2 separate regions of the Gossypium hirsutum genome follow, and region 2 is linked to region 1. Evidence: chromatin contacts called from public Hi-C data. All regions are on one chromosome and are shown on one strand. Each heading gives the region's core, a stretch centred on a gene start, on an enhancer-like site or on the middle of the called end of the contact. The rest is flanking DNA. Distances are from core to core; before and after follow the strand shown. Region 1 holds the start of LOC107930732. Region 2 holds the start of LOC107930729 (protein-tyrosine-phosphatase MKP1).

Region 1 (7,442 bases), core at 2,472-4,971:
TATGCTCAAAGTTTTTCAGTTTTTATTATATAGTTGGAGAATCTTACCTCCATACCCAAATCCAGATAGACGTTGGATATGGGTGTTGGACATGGGTATTTTAGGAAAAATGAAGGGTCAGAGTAAAATAGTCCAGAAACATACAAGATGTTGGCATTGTCAGAAACATGAACCAAGAACCCAAAGCCAAAGTAGAGAAAACATAACAGGGAAGTGTACGCATTATAACATGGGCTGAAGGACAGGAAATGGAAGTATTTTGTTTTAAACTACCTTAAAAGATCTGCACTGGTTTTCAACCCTGTTATGGCACTTTGCACAAACTGAAGCAGTTCCTCCCGTTTCACCTATAAATTTCCATGTTTGAGGAAAAAAAGAAGGGAATACATTAAACTTTGAATCTTTCTAAATTGCATTCAGAATGTAGCATGGGTTCCAACAAGTTACCAGCACTTCATCTTGGTAGCTAGAAAAGGCAAAAGCTAGATCCTGTATACTGCTGACTACAGCATTGTGAACTTCTTTTCCTCCAGTAAGGCAGAGCCTGCAGGTATTATTATTTAATTAAAGGAAATTACCAAAATCCTATTTAAGTTTCAGGCTAAATGTTCATAATAATAAATTATTTGTCCCACGTAACCAAACAAAACATACAAGAAGAGGCAGAAAATGAAATTATTCTGCATATGTTAGAAACAGACACTTTTAAACTGTGATGGCAAATCCTCAACGTTGACATTCCAGCTTATAATAAATCAATAGAGATAAAGTGAGAGGACTTGCCGAAACATCTCCTGGAGCAGAGAAATCTCTTCCTCATTTGGAGCTTCAATAATCTGAAACATAGAAAATATTTAACCTGCGTTAACCTCAATGATCAGGTATTCCAAAAGCATAAAAGTTCAATACAAAAGCCCATGCCTTTGGAAATAGTAAGCTCTTTCATTCATGATATTAACTTGTTAGCTAATAATGAAAAAAAGGTTCTCACAAATTCTGAACATGGCTAGATAAAAATTACAGAAAATCAAACATACAATCTTACATGAAGACATCTAAGATACTCCAGCAGAAAAGATGACATATCTATAAATAACTTAAATGTACTTATATTGATAGAACACAACAAACTAAGAGCTTTCTTATAATTTTCCTTGAAGATGATTCAATCATTAAAATTTCTACTTAATGCCATACTGAGCTCAGTAAATGTATCACTAAAGTTTTTTTTGTTTTTATGGTTTTGATAGCATAAAGCATAACAGGTATTGAAGCAGCTTCATAGCTTACTGTGTTTGATAGGATTTAATGATCTTAGGGAACATTTAAAGATTAAAGCTCCAGTTCTTGCATGGAACTCAAGACTAAGAACAATTTCCAGTAAAGCTGTTATAAACCTCGTGAAGTGCAGGAATTAGGCATTCATTTGTTTTTGTTTGGAAAATCATTACTCAGTTATCATTAAAAATATCAAAAAATTAACGAGGCCCATGATAAAATATTTTATATCTTTCTTTATTTAAATGAGCTATCCGGATTGTTTATTTTAGTTTTTTTTTTCAGGGAAAGATTTAGATCCAGAATGACCACACCTGAAATGTTGACTTTTCTGAAACTTCATCTAATGCCTAATCCTCTAAAAATTAGTCAATAACTATGCTAGCAAAGCATGGAAATAAATGTCTAAAAATGTTTATGATACATTCAAGATTCTACATTATCTTGATGAATTCTGATTAAAAAGAAAATAGGAACAAATGAACTATCCGGATTGTTTATTTTAGTTTTCTTTTTCAGGGAAAGATTTAGATCCAGAATGACCATACCTGAAATGTTGACTTTTCCAAAACTTCATCTAATGCCTAATCCTCTAAAAATTAGTCAATAACTATGCTAGCAAAGCATGGAAATAAATGTCTAAAAATGTTTATGATACATTCAAGATTCTATATTATCTTGATGAATTCTGATTAAAAAGAAAATAGGAACAAATGACCAAGATATCAAATCATACCATAGATATTGTTATGCACTCCAAAGCCTGGCTTTGAAGGAAAACCTCTTGAAAATTCATCGGTGCATCCCCAATATCAGAGTCATAATACAAAACCTATCGATCATTAAAAATGATCAAAAGATAGAGTCATGACACAAGAAACTTATTCGAAATGTAGCATTAGTTCAGCAATTGAACCTATTTCAGGCACACAAACAATTAATCAACAGCATTAGTTTCAAAATGTAACAAATAAAAATACACTTCATGCAACAAATAAAAAGGAAATCTAAGGATATGACAATAAGGTATATTAAACTATTTAACCTAACTCATGAAAGAAACACAATATAATTTGATCTCAGACTACGCAACCAAAGTGAACCTACCTATCCCCTTGTTGAGCAGACATTGACAAAAACATTTAATTTACAACTCAATAAGTAACACTTAACTTAATTCACTGCATTCAATTTGGTGTTTGTTAACAAAAGGAATAACTCACCAGTGACGGCCTTTTTGGGGTGTCCTTTGCTTCATCAGAAGCAAGAACTTGCTCGAGGCTATTTTGACTGCCTTCAGATAACTTCTCAATTTCTTTTAGTGCAACCAACCATCTTCTCAGCAGCATAGCTCTCTCAAAACCCCTACAAGAGATTGCTGCTTCCTCCAATCTTTTCACAGTTTGCCTTACACTTCTGATACTATGAGACCCCTGCATAACCACACAACTTAAGCAAGTCCAATAACAATATTATAGGATACCAACAACAGGAAAAAGAATTTCTAAAAGTAAACAAGGTAAATAACTATCTAGGAGCGCATTAAATCAAGTCAGAAATGACAGCTGACTCTGATGTGACAACTGACCAAATCACAAAGCTCTTAATATCAGTTTACAACATCACAAGCCACATTTAACATTAGACCAAATAACAGCATAACAATATTACTTGAAAGGGAAATTGCCAAATCCAATTAAAATTAAACAAAAAAATTCAGTAAAATATGTATATAGATGTGGCTAGTGTATAGAAAAATAATTTATTCCGCCAAAGAGACACATTTCTCCAATTATAATTCGATTTTAATCGCATTTTGTTGATTTATTAAAAAAAAAAACCTGTTTAGATTATTACATACATTTCATTATCTTCTAACTGAACAACCAAAACACACAATCAATTTTAAACCAAAATGAAAACGCTAAAACTATAATCTAGAACTTCCATAACAACAAAGTAATTATTATGAAAATAACTCTAAATTTCAAATTTTTAAAAAAGAAAATCAACATTGCAAACCTTTCAAGCTAAAAAACCATTCAGCATGAAATTGCAACATGAAAACCTCAAACTGCAAATAAATAACATTTACAAAAATGAATGGAAAAAAAGAAATTACAATGCGATCTTGAAAGAGTTTGGCTCCTTCAGCAACAGCCTGACCAGCATGATGAACAACGGTATCGGCATAGTTTTTGATGTTTCGCGTGATGTTATTATTGTTCCCAACCTCCACCGCTTTGTTCACCGCCGTCCTCAGCCACGACATTTCGCTTATTTTCTAGCTTTACCGCTAGGTCGATCAATGCAATTAGGTTTAAGTAATTTCTTTCGTTATTTTCTATTTTTTTCTGTGAGGAAATGTTAGGGTTTTGGAGTTCTGAGACAGGAAATGGGGGAAAATGTGTTCTTCGATCGTTATTGTACTTTTTGTTCAAATGATGAAGTGTAAGAAAACGACGGCGTTAAATGTGGAATTCTAGGATGATGCGACGTGCTGTGACCAACAGATTTTTTTTCTTTTCCTTTTCTTTTTATCTTATAGCTAATTATGTAATTTTGTAATAATAAAAGGTTTAAAAAATATTTTTTTATTGGGCATTGAAGTTGTTATTTACTTATTTTACAATAGGTTATAAGGACCAAGTTAAATAATTCTCATTATTAAATAAATTAATTTAGTCTGTATATTATTGAAAAATTAAATAAGTCTAAATTATAATAGAGTTAACATTTATAGTATAAAAAATAGTTTGAAAATTATTTTTTTACGATTACAATTCAATTTTAAACAAAATATTTTAGTCACGGAACTATACAAACTTTAAAAATCTTAACTCTACTAAAAAGTAAATATTAAATTTATTCCAATTTGGCATTATTTAATTTTTTTAATAATACAGGGATTAAATTAATCTATTTAATGTTGGAGAGACTAGTTTTATCAGGTCCTAGAGGAACCTCTCAGGTACAATCACCTTTCATGATGTGTTACTATGTTTAAGTCACTGGGATGAATGATACAAACAAAAACAACTTGGTGGTGAGACTGGGTGTTGTACATCTAAAGTAATGAGTCATGTTTTTATTCAAATATAGTTATGAAGGCGAAGCACTTGGTATGATGGAAAATTATCATTTTTAAGGAATTTAATTAGTTGAAACATAATTCCGATATTTAGTATGCACAATGCCCTAGGAATTTAATGGAAAGTTGCCCCTTAATAATTAGTCAGAGAGTTAATTTCTCATGGGATGGAAAGTAAAAATAAAATAAAATGTACCAGACTGAATCAATCCATTCAGACAGCAATGGCCCTAAAGATTTGGCACTACACATTTTAAACCCACACTTGATCATCTCATGCATAAATGTACCAACCCTCTTCGTTGCATGCATGGGATCTTTTGAAAAAGACGCAATAAAGTGGCCGACTAATGTATTGTCGTCCTTAACGATCACAGCTATGTGATTCGATTCTGGTAAGATAGTAGCACTAATAAAGACCGAATTGAAACCAGGAGGGATCCAAGGCCCATTTCCCTTACTTTCTCCTACCCTTATCTCTTTGGACCGGCCTTTCTCAATGGTAGATGGTGGATCTTTTCCATTAGCCTTCATGGTTGGCCCACCATTAATTTTTCCTCCTCGTCAATCATTCACCAACCCCTCATACTGATTCTTTCCCTTCCAAATGCGTCTTATTTTTTGTTTCAGGATATTCAATTTCCTTATTCTTCCCCTTTTTAACAAGTCATAGTTGTATCACTAGGCAAATATCTTTATTTTCTTTGACTATCTTTTAAAATATGTTTTCATTGATATCAAATTTTAGTATTAAGATAATTTCAATACATATATCTAATATATGGATACACTTTAATTTATATCTTAATGTAAGGAGAAAAAAAAATGTTTGCAAATTCGTACATCTTCAGAATACTGAGGTAATATGCAAGTTGTTTTTAGATGCATTCATGCAACAGATCTAATCAAAATGTGAGAAAATTATACCTTTTAAATTAATACAAATATTTGTGAATAAAAATCATTAAAATATATGAACACTATCCTTTCATTTGATAAGGGCAATTTTATAAAATAACATTAGTTTTCAAATATTTTACTCAACTGCCAAACATTGTAAAATAATTTTCATAACAATTACATTTTTATCAATCACATACTATTGGTATCATAAGCACATGTAATAAAAGTAGTATTGTCAAATAAAGGGCTATTGAATCCAATGGACTTTTTTACCCGCAGTTGAAAAATAAGAGTTCAGTTGATACAACCCATCATTGTATCGTTATCCAAACATCAAATTATGATGAATTTGAAATGAAAATTGTCTTAAAAGTTGTGCACGGATGTTTTGATGGAATTCGAATGAAACCTAAGTATTGACAAGATGAAGGTTAAAATAAAATTGAGTAAAATATTATTAGATTGAAAAACTTTACATTTTTTACATGAAAGGCTATATTCGCTTGCTTTGTGAGTTTCGTATAGAGGTGATTATGGGCTAGGTCGAGTCGAGTCTAAATAAATTTTAGGCTCGATTTTAAGTCCAGGCCCGGTTCAGCCTAAAATATGGGCCTAAAACTTTATTCAAGTCCGGTCTGAAAGAAAATTACTAAGTTCGAGCCTAGCCCGGCCCATATTTGATTAAAAATAAAAAAATATATATTTAATATATAATTCGGATTAAAAGTCTAAAAATATATATAATAAAAAGTATATTTAATTAAAAATAAAAATAAAACATTTAATATATAATTTGGGCCAGCCTCGGGCCAAAAAGGTCTTACCCGAGGCCTGACCCGTTTTCTAAACAGGCCTTATTTTTTTGCCTAAACACATATTTCGAACTTATATTTTTACCCAAACCCTCACATTTTTCGGACAGACCATCAAGCCGGGCCAGGTAGCCCAACCCATGATCACCTCTAGTTTCGTCATGTTATCCTAGTGATAATTAATTGTTTTATTGTGATTTTCATCAAAAAAAAAAAAGGCATCCGGTCATTAGAAGGATTAACCACCAAAGCTTTATGTTTAGTGTTAGTATTTAGCAATGTTAGTAGTCATACATTATTAACAAATATTGATTATAAAGAGAATAAATTATATATATTTTTATACTTTATGTAATTCGGTAGTGAAAAGTTCATTTCCAAAATGGTGGATTTATTATCTACATTGAAGATTTTTTATGTTCTTCATTTGAATCTCCGGCCACTTCCAGAGGAGATACCTATAGATTCTAAAGCTACAATAAAAGCAAAAAGCAAAAAGCCTAAAAGAGGAGCACATTTGTTGCAAATATGTATTAAATTTCCATACATATCAACTGTATGACCTCTATAGAAATATGATTCCATTGAAAGCAACATGAATTGCACTTGAGAACACTTAGAGAAACAAGAAGAAATATATAAACAAGTTTCTTACATTGAGATCTTTTGAATTTACCATTACTGGTATAAAACTTATTGTAAATCAAGTACTTGAGTTGCAAATTCTAACCTTTACTAAGTTAAATCGAGGTTAAAAATCGCACTCGAGATGCACTTAGAGGTGATCATGGGTTGGGCTACTCGGCCCGACCCTGCGGCCCGCTTGAAAAATGAGATGGTTCGGGTAAAAATATAGGCCCGAAATATGGGTTTGGACAAAAAATGAGGCCCGTTTAGAAAATGGGTCGGGTCTCGGGTAAGACTTTTTTGGCCCGGACCCGAATTATATATTAAATATATGTTTATTTATTTATTTTTAATCAAATATACTTTTTATTAAATATATTTTTTTGGACTTTTAATCCGAATTATATATTAAATATATATTTTATTTTTTATCAAATATGGGCCGGGCCGGAATCGGGCTTAGCAATTTTCTTTCGGACCGAATTTGGACAAATTTTTAGGCCCATATTTTGGGTCAGGCTTGGGCCTAGAAAACGGGCCTAAACTTTGTCTGGACTCGGCCCTAACCTGGCCCGGCCCAGCCCATGATCACCTCTAGATGCACTCATTATTGTTCGAATGGAAATTTTATTAGTGAAAAAAAGTTATTGAAAGGTAAAAAGAGCCTTCAATTTGAAAGAGAGAATTCAAATGAAGTAAAGAAAGAAATACTAATGAAATGTGTTTCCGTT
Region 2 (7,442 bases), core at 2,445-4,944, 210 kb before region 1:
ACTAGGCTTGATGCCTGAAATTCCAGAGCAAAATTAAGCCATTTGAAGAAACGGGAAGATGATTTATAAAATCTATTGGCTTGTAGGTTTCTCCTTAATTGCAGCAGAGCTAAAATGTCCTCAGCAACTCAAGAAATTCTGTTGGTTCTTCTTCGTCTTGGACAATCTGTTGATAATCAATGTACAAAAAATAGAAAGTTAGAAAGTAGTACAGATTATTTGTTTCTTTTCTATGGGCTGAATGCATAACAAAATCAAACAGAATGTGACGCAAAAAGAGTTCAGTGACAAATCGTATATATTTCTCCTATTAGTAAACAGGCTTTCTACATCTACAAAAGCATCAAACTCAAAGACAATAAGAGGGATCCAAACTTGATTTGACCCTGGCATAAACATAACTATATCCTTTGATTTAAATAGCAAATCAATTACCCTCATAAATATTTATAACATTAACCCATACCTTCACAAGGGTGTCCTCTGGCAGACCCACTTGAGTTAGAACATCATAACCAACTTGGTTCCAGTCAATATCATCTCTATCCCTTAGCACCTGGCTGCTATCTAACTGAATCAAGTTTTTTTCATGATGATAAAACTTCCCTATCCAAAAATACAGAATCCTATCTTCATTTTTGCCTACAGCTGTAGCTGGAGAAAAAATTGCAAAAGCAGATTTTGAATCTAGATCACTTCTATTAAATTTTGTCATCTTGTCTATACTGGGCCAGCGCCATACTAAAGGTTGAATTACACCAGGACATGCTGGAAAACTTTCCTCCATTCTATTTGGAACAGCAGAAACAAAACCATCCTGGGGAGAATGAATTTTTTGAGGTTCATATGTACTAACAAAAGTAGATCTCCTATCATCTGGATCAATATTAGCTATTCTACATGGAGATATCTTCAAATTGGAGCCTTCAATCACAACATCCTCTCCATTTCCCACACCATGCTTGGAATCAAAGACAATTTCAATATCAGACTCACAAGATGAACTAGTATTGTCATTTCTCCTGTCCCTGACTTGCTTGACAAGAAAAGATGACCGATCACTTGCTTCTCGTACATTATCACTTGGCACTGGAAGCCTGAGAGACTTTGACAAACTGCCTCGCCTTTCTGCAAGGGATGTTGAAACCTTTTTTAGGGGCGAAGATGCAGCCTGAGGTTGAAAAGTGAGACTGACACTGACAAACCCTGAGCTATTAGACGTGGGGTGTGAAGAAGTTTGTGATGAAACATAAGACAATTCGGAAAAACCATGCAAAGGTGATGAAACTTGAGAAGAATTTGAAACAGCTGAAGGTGAATCCAGAGAGGACTCTGAAAAGTAGGTTGAACAACTACTGGAATCAGGAGAGGGATACAGAGGGGAGGAAGACGAAGAGGATGATGTTGATGATGGTGATGATGATGATGAACGAACTATCATCATGGAATCTGAATACATCCTGGAGAGCAATATCTTTGGTGCAGAGACAAAGTCCTTCATTATGCCAGAGGCAAACTTACATCTAAGCATGCTCCAACTGCTTTCTCTGGCAGGAAGGCGGGTTTCATGTTCATTCTCTGATGAAGCAAATGGAGGAACAATACCTCCCTTTATAGCCTTCTCGAAAACCTCAAAATCAACATTATAAGAATCCACTTTCCTCTTACCAGGGCAAATCTTAACTGCTGACTCCCCCACCCCAACTATATTTCCAGATTTGTCCATCGAAGGTAAATTATTTGAAAAGGCGTTCCAAAAATCCCTTGGTTCTTCTCCTTCCTTTATCATCATTAAAGGCCCCTGCACTTTCTCATACCGAACAATCTGACATACAGCTCCTCGTGCATCCCTTTCCATTATAGATTCACAGTTTTTACCAATCCAAATATATACTGCAGAAGGTATCTGAACAATAAATGCACCTCTAGAATCCAGTACAGAAGGGGATGGATCATTCAGCATTTTAGGGACTAGATGCAAAGGATCATAAGGCGAATGAGGCGCAATTCTATACATCCTCAGTAAGGAACTAGGGCTCAACGGGAAAGCATGAACCCTTTTTTGACACTGTAACAACTGGCAAGCAAAACCCATATTTGGATCTGCAATTCCTCTTGCAGCCTTCACATACTGAAAGGCATCGTCAAAACTCTGTCCCTCTCTCCACATAAGATACGCTATCACCAGTGATGTGGACCTTGATACCCCCTGGCAACAATGAACAAAAACTCTTCCACTCTGTTCCCTAACATGCTCAAAATAATCAAAAACATCATAAAGTATGCTAGTAATATCCTCTGATGGACTATCTTGCAACCACAGAGTTCTGTAAACAAAGTCGGCCTTGAAATACTCAGGACAAACAAATCCCACACAGTTCAAAACATGAGTAATCCCATTCTGTTTTAGTATTTCCCTATCCTTTGCAACGGCATCTCCACCAAGATAAATATGTTCAGCCACTTTTGAGCATTCTTTATCAAAGAAAGCAATCTTTTCCCTTTTCATAAGCCCGCCATTCTTATCATTACTCCACTGAATCGATGATAAGTCAAGCTTCAACCTCTCACCACTCTTGTTCCCACTCGGTGTGGGTGGCTGTGGCCACTCACCAAGATCATCAGAACCAGCCTTCGGCCACTCATCCAAACTTCTCCGTGCAATCGACAACGGCTGCAGAGGTGGCAAACACAACCTGGCCTTAGAATTCTGTTGCGAACGTGGGGTTAAGGGAGGAGGAGGATACCGACGAGCTTGTCCATCATTAGTACCATTGTTAACATTAGTATCTGCTCCTATATCTTTATCAGTTTCAGGAATTTGAAGACTGGTTCTGGACGAGGACCACGAAGCCGAACGCCAAAACATTTTCCGAGAGCCAGAAAGTTGACATGATGGAGCCCTAGGAGTAGGATTAACAGGAGCATCCTCTTTGCCCACCATTCCCACTTCACAATATCACCTTAGCTAAACTTGAAAAATAAACACAAAGAACCAACTAAACCCTACTACCTATTCACCATGATTCCAACATTACAAATACCTTCATAAAATCATAAAACAAATATAACCAAAATCTAAAAACCTAACAAAAACTCTAACTTCCCACTAGTTTCAACGTTTTCACCATACCTATTTTCAATACCCTCACTTGAAGTATTCAGACAAAACCTAGAACCATTAAAAAAAGATACAAGTTGGGAAAGAAAAACCGCACTTGAAATTACGAGTGGACATGATAAAATCGAAAACCCATGTCAGATCAGCCATGAGGAACAAGTCACTGCAAATACAAAAATTAAAGAATAAAACAACTTCCCATCTTATAAAGAACAAAATTCAATAAAAAAACACAGGTAAATAGGGGGGGGAAGTAAACCCAGAGTTCCAATTCAAAGCAAATTAACAACAATGAAACAAAAAAACGGTAAACCCAATTTGTAAATCTATCTAAGCAACTTCAGAATAACATAAAATTTAAAATATACATACACGTAGAAAAAAGCCTTAAGAGAATAGAGAAAAATAAATAAAAAAGAGCGAGATTGGGGCTTACAGGGAAAGGAAAGGAAAGGAAGAGAAAGAAGCCATGGGAAGAGTGAAACTGAAGAGGGAGAGAAAGAGAGAGAGAGAAAAAGAGGGGGAAAATAAAGTAAAAAATAAAAACGAATAAAAAGAAGGGGAAATGAAAGGAGGGGTCAGTAAGTGCGGTATATGTTTACCAGTCTTTTTCAATAATTTCCCTTTTATTTTTTTATTTCTATTTTATCAGAAAAAACAAGGTCAAATACTCCTTTCTTAAAAGGTCCTTGTTCTATGAGTTTTTTTTTTATAAAGAGAATGATTAAATCATTAACTTAAATTATTTGTGGATAAGTCACTGAAATAATTATCATATAGTGATTATAGGGCTTCGTTCCATGAAAACTACCTACCCACTAGTCTTGATAATGCCATTAACGCTAACCATCAATTATCTTGTTACCCTCTGTAAAAGTATGAATAACTTTAACCATCCAAGGAAGTTACAACATGTTCTTAATATTACGTGCCAGAGTTGAGTAATGTTGATTAGTTGCATTTTCTTGAATAGCTTCTATACTATCCAACTTGAGAATTATTTGTTTCAACTCAAGGTTCCAAGCAAGTTGAAGACCTTTCAGAGCTCCCCAAAGTTTAACATTGATAACTGAACAGTTACCAATATTCCTTGAGAAACCAGAAATTCACGTCTTATGCTGATCGCAGATCAGACCACCTGCAGCAGCATTCCCGAACACTTTGCAGACTGCACCATCAGTATTCACTTTATGTCACTCATCATCCGGTGGAATTCATCTGATCAACTTACAAGATTTAGTTTTTGAATGCCTTGAGGCCCCCATCAATCCAAAGTTTGAACAGAGATAACTTACCCTCATATGGTAAGTCATTTCCAAAACATTTTCATTCTCAATAAAGTCTGCATTAAACACATAATTGTTCCTGCCAGCAAATAATACCAAAAAGGGCCTGCCATTTAGAAGGATCGCATGCAAAATGATTAAAACCAGATATATTAATTTCTAACCAACTTCCAAAACTGATAGAGAAGAATATCCACAAATATACATCTTGCATATGGGGTAAGATTTCTTCTCATTCGATTGTCATTGGTCAGGACTTTATTCACTTTATGTCACTCATTATCTGGTGGAATCCATCTGATCAACTTACAAGTTTTAGCTTTTGAATGCCTTAAGGCCCCCATTGATCCAAAGTTTGAATATAGATAACTTTCCCTCATACGGTAACTCTTTTCTAAAACACTTTCATTCTTAATAAAGTCTGCATTAAACACATAATTGTTCCTCCTTATCCAAAGCTGCCAGCAAATAATACAAAAAAGGGCCTCCCATTCAAAAGGATAGCATGCAAAATGATTAGAACCAAATATATTAATTTCCAACGAACTTCCATAACTAATAAAGAAGAACATCCACAAATCATACAATCTTGCGTCCAAGGTAAGATTTCTTCTCATTTGATTGTCATTGGTCAGGACTTTATTTACTATAATTTATCATTTTTAGTTTGATTCATTTATCATTTTTAGTTTGATTTGATTATATGTACAGTTATTGTATTTTTCATATATTTAAAATTTATTCTCTATACTTTTTTTATGGAACTTCAGTATCTCTTTATCTAATTTAAAAATTAAAACTTAATTGATGATAACTTTAGTTTACTATTATTAAATTTGAATACGTTATTAATTGAAGATTAATTTTAAATTACATCTTTAAATATTAAATATCAACTATTCAAATTTAAAGAAAATTCATTATCAGTATTATCGATTGGACTTTAATTACAAATTCAGCAAATAAAGAGAGTAAACTTCAAATTTTTAAAGAATAGAAAGACTAACAACATATTTAAACCTTTTAGTTTTTTCACCTTTTCGAAAAATATATTTTCTATTTTTCTATTATCTTAGTTAATTTTTATCTATTTTTAAAATTTGAATTTAATTTGTATTTTAAATATTTTTAACTATTGTTGTTTTTAAATAATTTGCCTTATCTTAGTTTTATATTTTTATAGATAGGCTTACTTATCAATGAACTTTTGTGTCTTTCTTCTTATTCTTTCAAAATCTTAAATGTTATAAGAGCCAAATATCTCTAAATTAGATTTTTTTTTTCTCACCTCACCCAATCCAATCCCAAATACCTCTTAAGCTTCATAATAGCTCAAACTTTTCCATTTGGAAAGCACAATTTATCATGCTATCACATCTGCAGTTACACAATGCAACACTAATCCTTCTTAGGCTTAGTTTGGATGAGCGGTGTGTTTTGCTCCGGTGAGGTTAAAAATAGCGGTGGCGGTGAGATTAGTTACTGTAGCGGTGAGATTAGATACTATAGCAGTGAAATTAGAAATAATGGTGGAGTGTGTGTTTGGATTCAAATGCAGCTGTAGCAGTAAGGTGAGAATAAGAAATGACTATTAAGGACATCATATTAGAATTGATATATAATAGAAATTTTTTAAATTATTTTACTTTTTTAAAATTATTAAAATATGTGAATTTATAAATTCATTTAATAAAATATTAAAATGTATCTTCCAATATTTTAATTAATTATGTAATTAATTAAAATTATTTATTAATATTTTTTGGAAAAATTGTTTTTACATATATTAATATACATATTAATAATTTTTCTATTAAGCACATTTCTCTTTAAATTTTCTATTAATATACATATTAATATACATATATGATTTATTTTTACATATATTAAGCACATTTCTCTTTAAATTTTCTATTTGTACCTACACAACCACCCTTTGTTACAGAGAAAGGGCATAAGTTGCAGAAGATCGGCAATGGCAGAAGTTGAAAATGGTTGAAAAGTCCACAAATTGAAAAGTCCACCAAAGTCCACTACCACAACCACAACCAAACATGGTTGAAAATGGCAGAAGTTGCAGCAGCAGAAACACCACCATCAATACAGAGAAAAGTCCAAACAGCAGAAACCCAGATCATTAGAATCATAATTGTACAACCCAATTTTCCCAAGACCCAGGCCCAAGAACCATTACCCAATAACCAAACCCAACACTAACCCAATACCACCTAGACCTTACCTATCAGCCCAAACCTAGACCCAAAATCTAAACCCACTAAAACTAAACCCTAATGGCCCAAATGGCCCAAAGTGCAAATCAGAAAACAGAACCCTAGCCTACTGCCTTTAGCCGCACCACCTACCCTTTTGACTTCCACGTCGCCGCCGTTATTTCCTCTCTGTTGCCGTCGCCTCTAGCAACCACCAACTCTGCCACCTAACCCATCAGCATCAAATCACTCTGCAAACAAGGGGGAAACACGCAAAGTAGCAAATAATAGAGAAAATAGAAATGGATCGGCTATAAAAGCCAAACACCATGTCTGTATTTTTCTTACAATGAATTAACAACAACCAGTGAATAATAAGAAGATTAAAAAGCAAAAGAAAAAAGGTTGATTTTAAATTATTTTCTCAGATCTTGCGGTTTTTTATTTTCTGTCTTCTATTTTATTTTTTGTTTATTTTCTACAACTCTTTTAACGAAACAAAATAGGAATAGGCGTTACCTGTGCTACATCGAAAGGGGAAGGACGAGCGGTCTCTCCTCGTTCTTCAAGTTTCGGACCTCCTTTTTCGGATTTAGCCATTCGATTCGTGCTTAAGATGCACTTAACTTCGAAAATGATCAAAAAAGATCCGATTTTGGAGTCTCCGGCCACCATACGCGGCGCCGCTAGGGCGGAGAATCGCCAGAGGCCTAGTTCGGCCGATGACCGGCACCGAGCCTGAAAGAATGAGAGAGAGAGAGTTCTCTCTCAGCCTTTTTTTTTAAATGAATCTGATTTGTTTTTTTTAGTTTTTTTCTATTATTT

What was found. A called contact is a pair of places that touch in the nucleus more often than the background predicts.
Region 2: a Hi-C map of leaf shows a contact between it and region 1, with 2.2 times the contacts expected there. The contact joins the promoter of LOC107930729 here to the promoter of LOC107930732 in region 1. A contact is called at or near these places in 5 of 34 Hi-C or Micro-C datasets (callus, leaf and an unstated tissue).

Annotation. Positions count from the first base shown.
Region 1 is chrD10:61,984,086-61,991,527 of Gossypium_hirsutum_v2.1, reverse strand. LOC107930732 reads right to left here and starts at 3,721. Exons shown (of 18, transcript XM_016862447.2): 1 at 3,401-3,721; 2 at 2,502-2,711; 3 at 2,015-2,110; 4 at 784-836; 5 at 448-544; 6 at 274-347. The coding sequence starts at 3,550.
Region 2 is chrD10:62,189,225-62,196,666 of Gossypium_hirsutum_v2.1, reverse strand. It overlaps LOC107930729 (protein-tyrosine-phosphatase MKP1), which reads right to left and starts at 3,694. Exons shown (of 4, transcript XM_016862443.2): 1 at 3,558-3,694; 2 at 467-3,284; 3 at 1-166. The coding sequence starts at 2,944. The coding sequence ends at 110.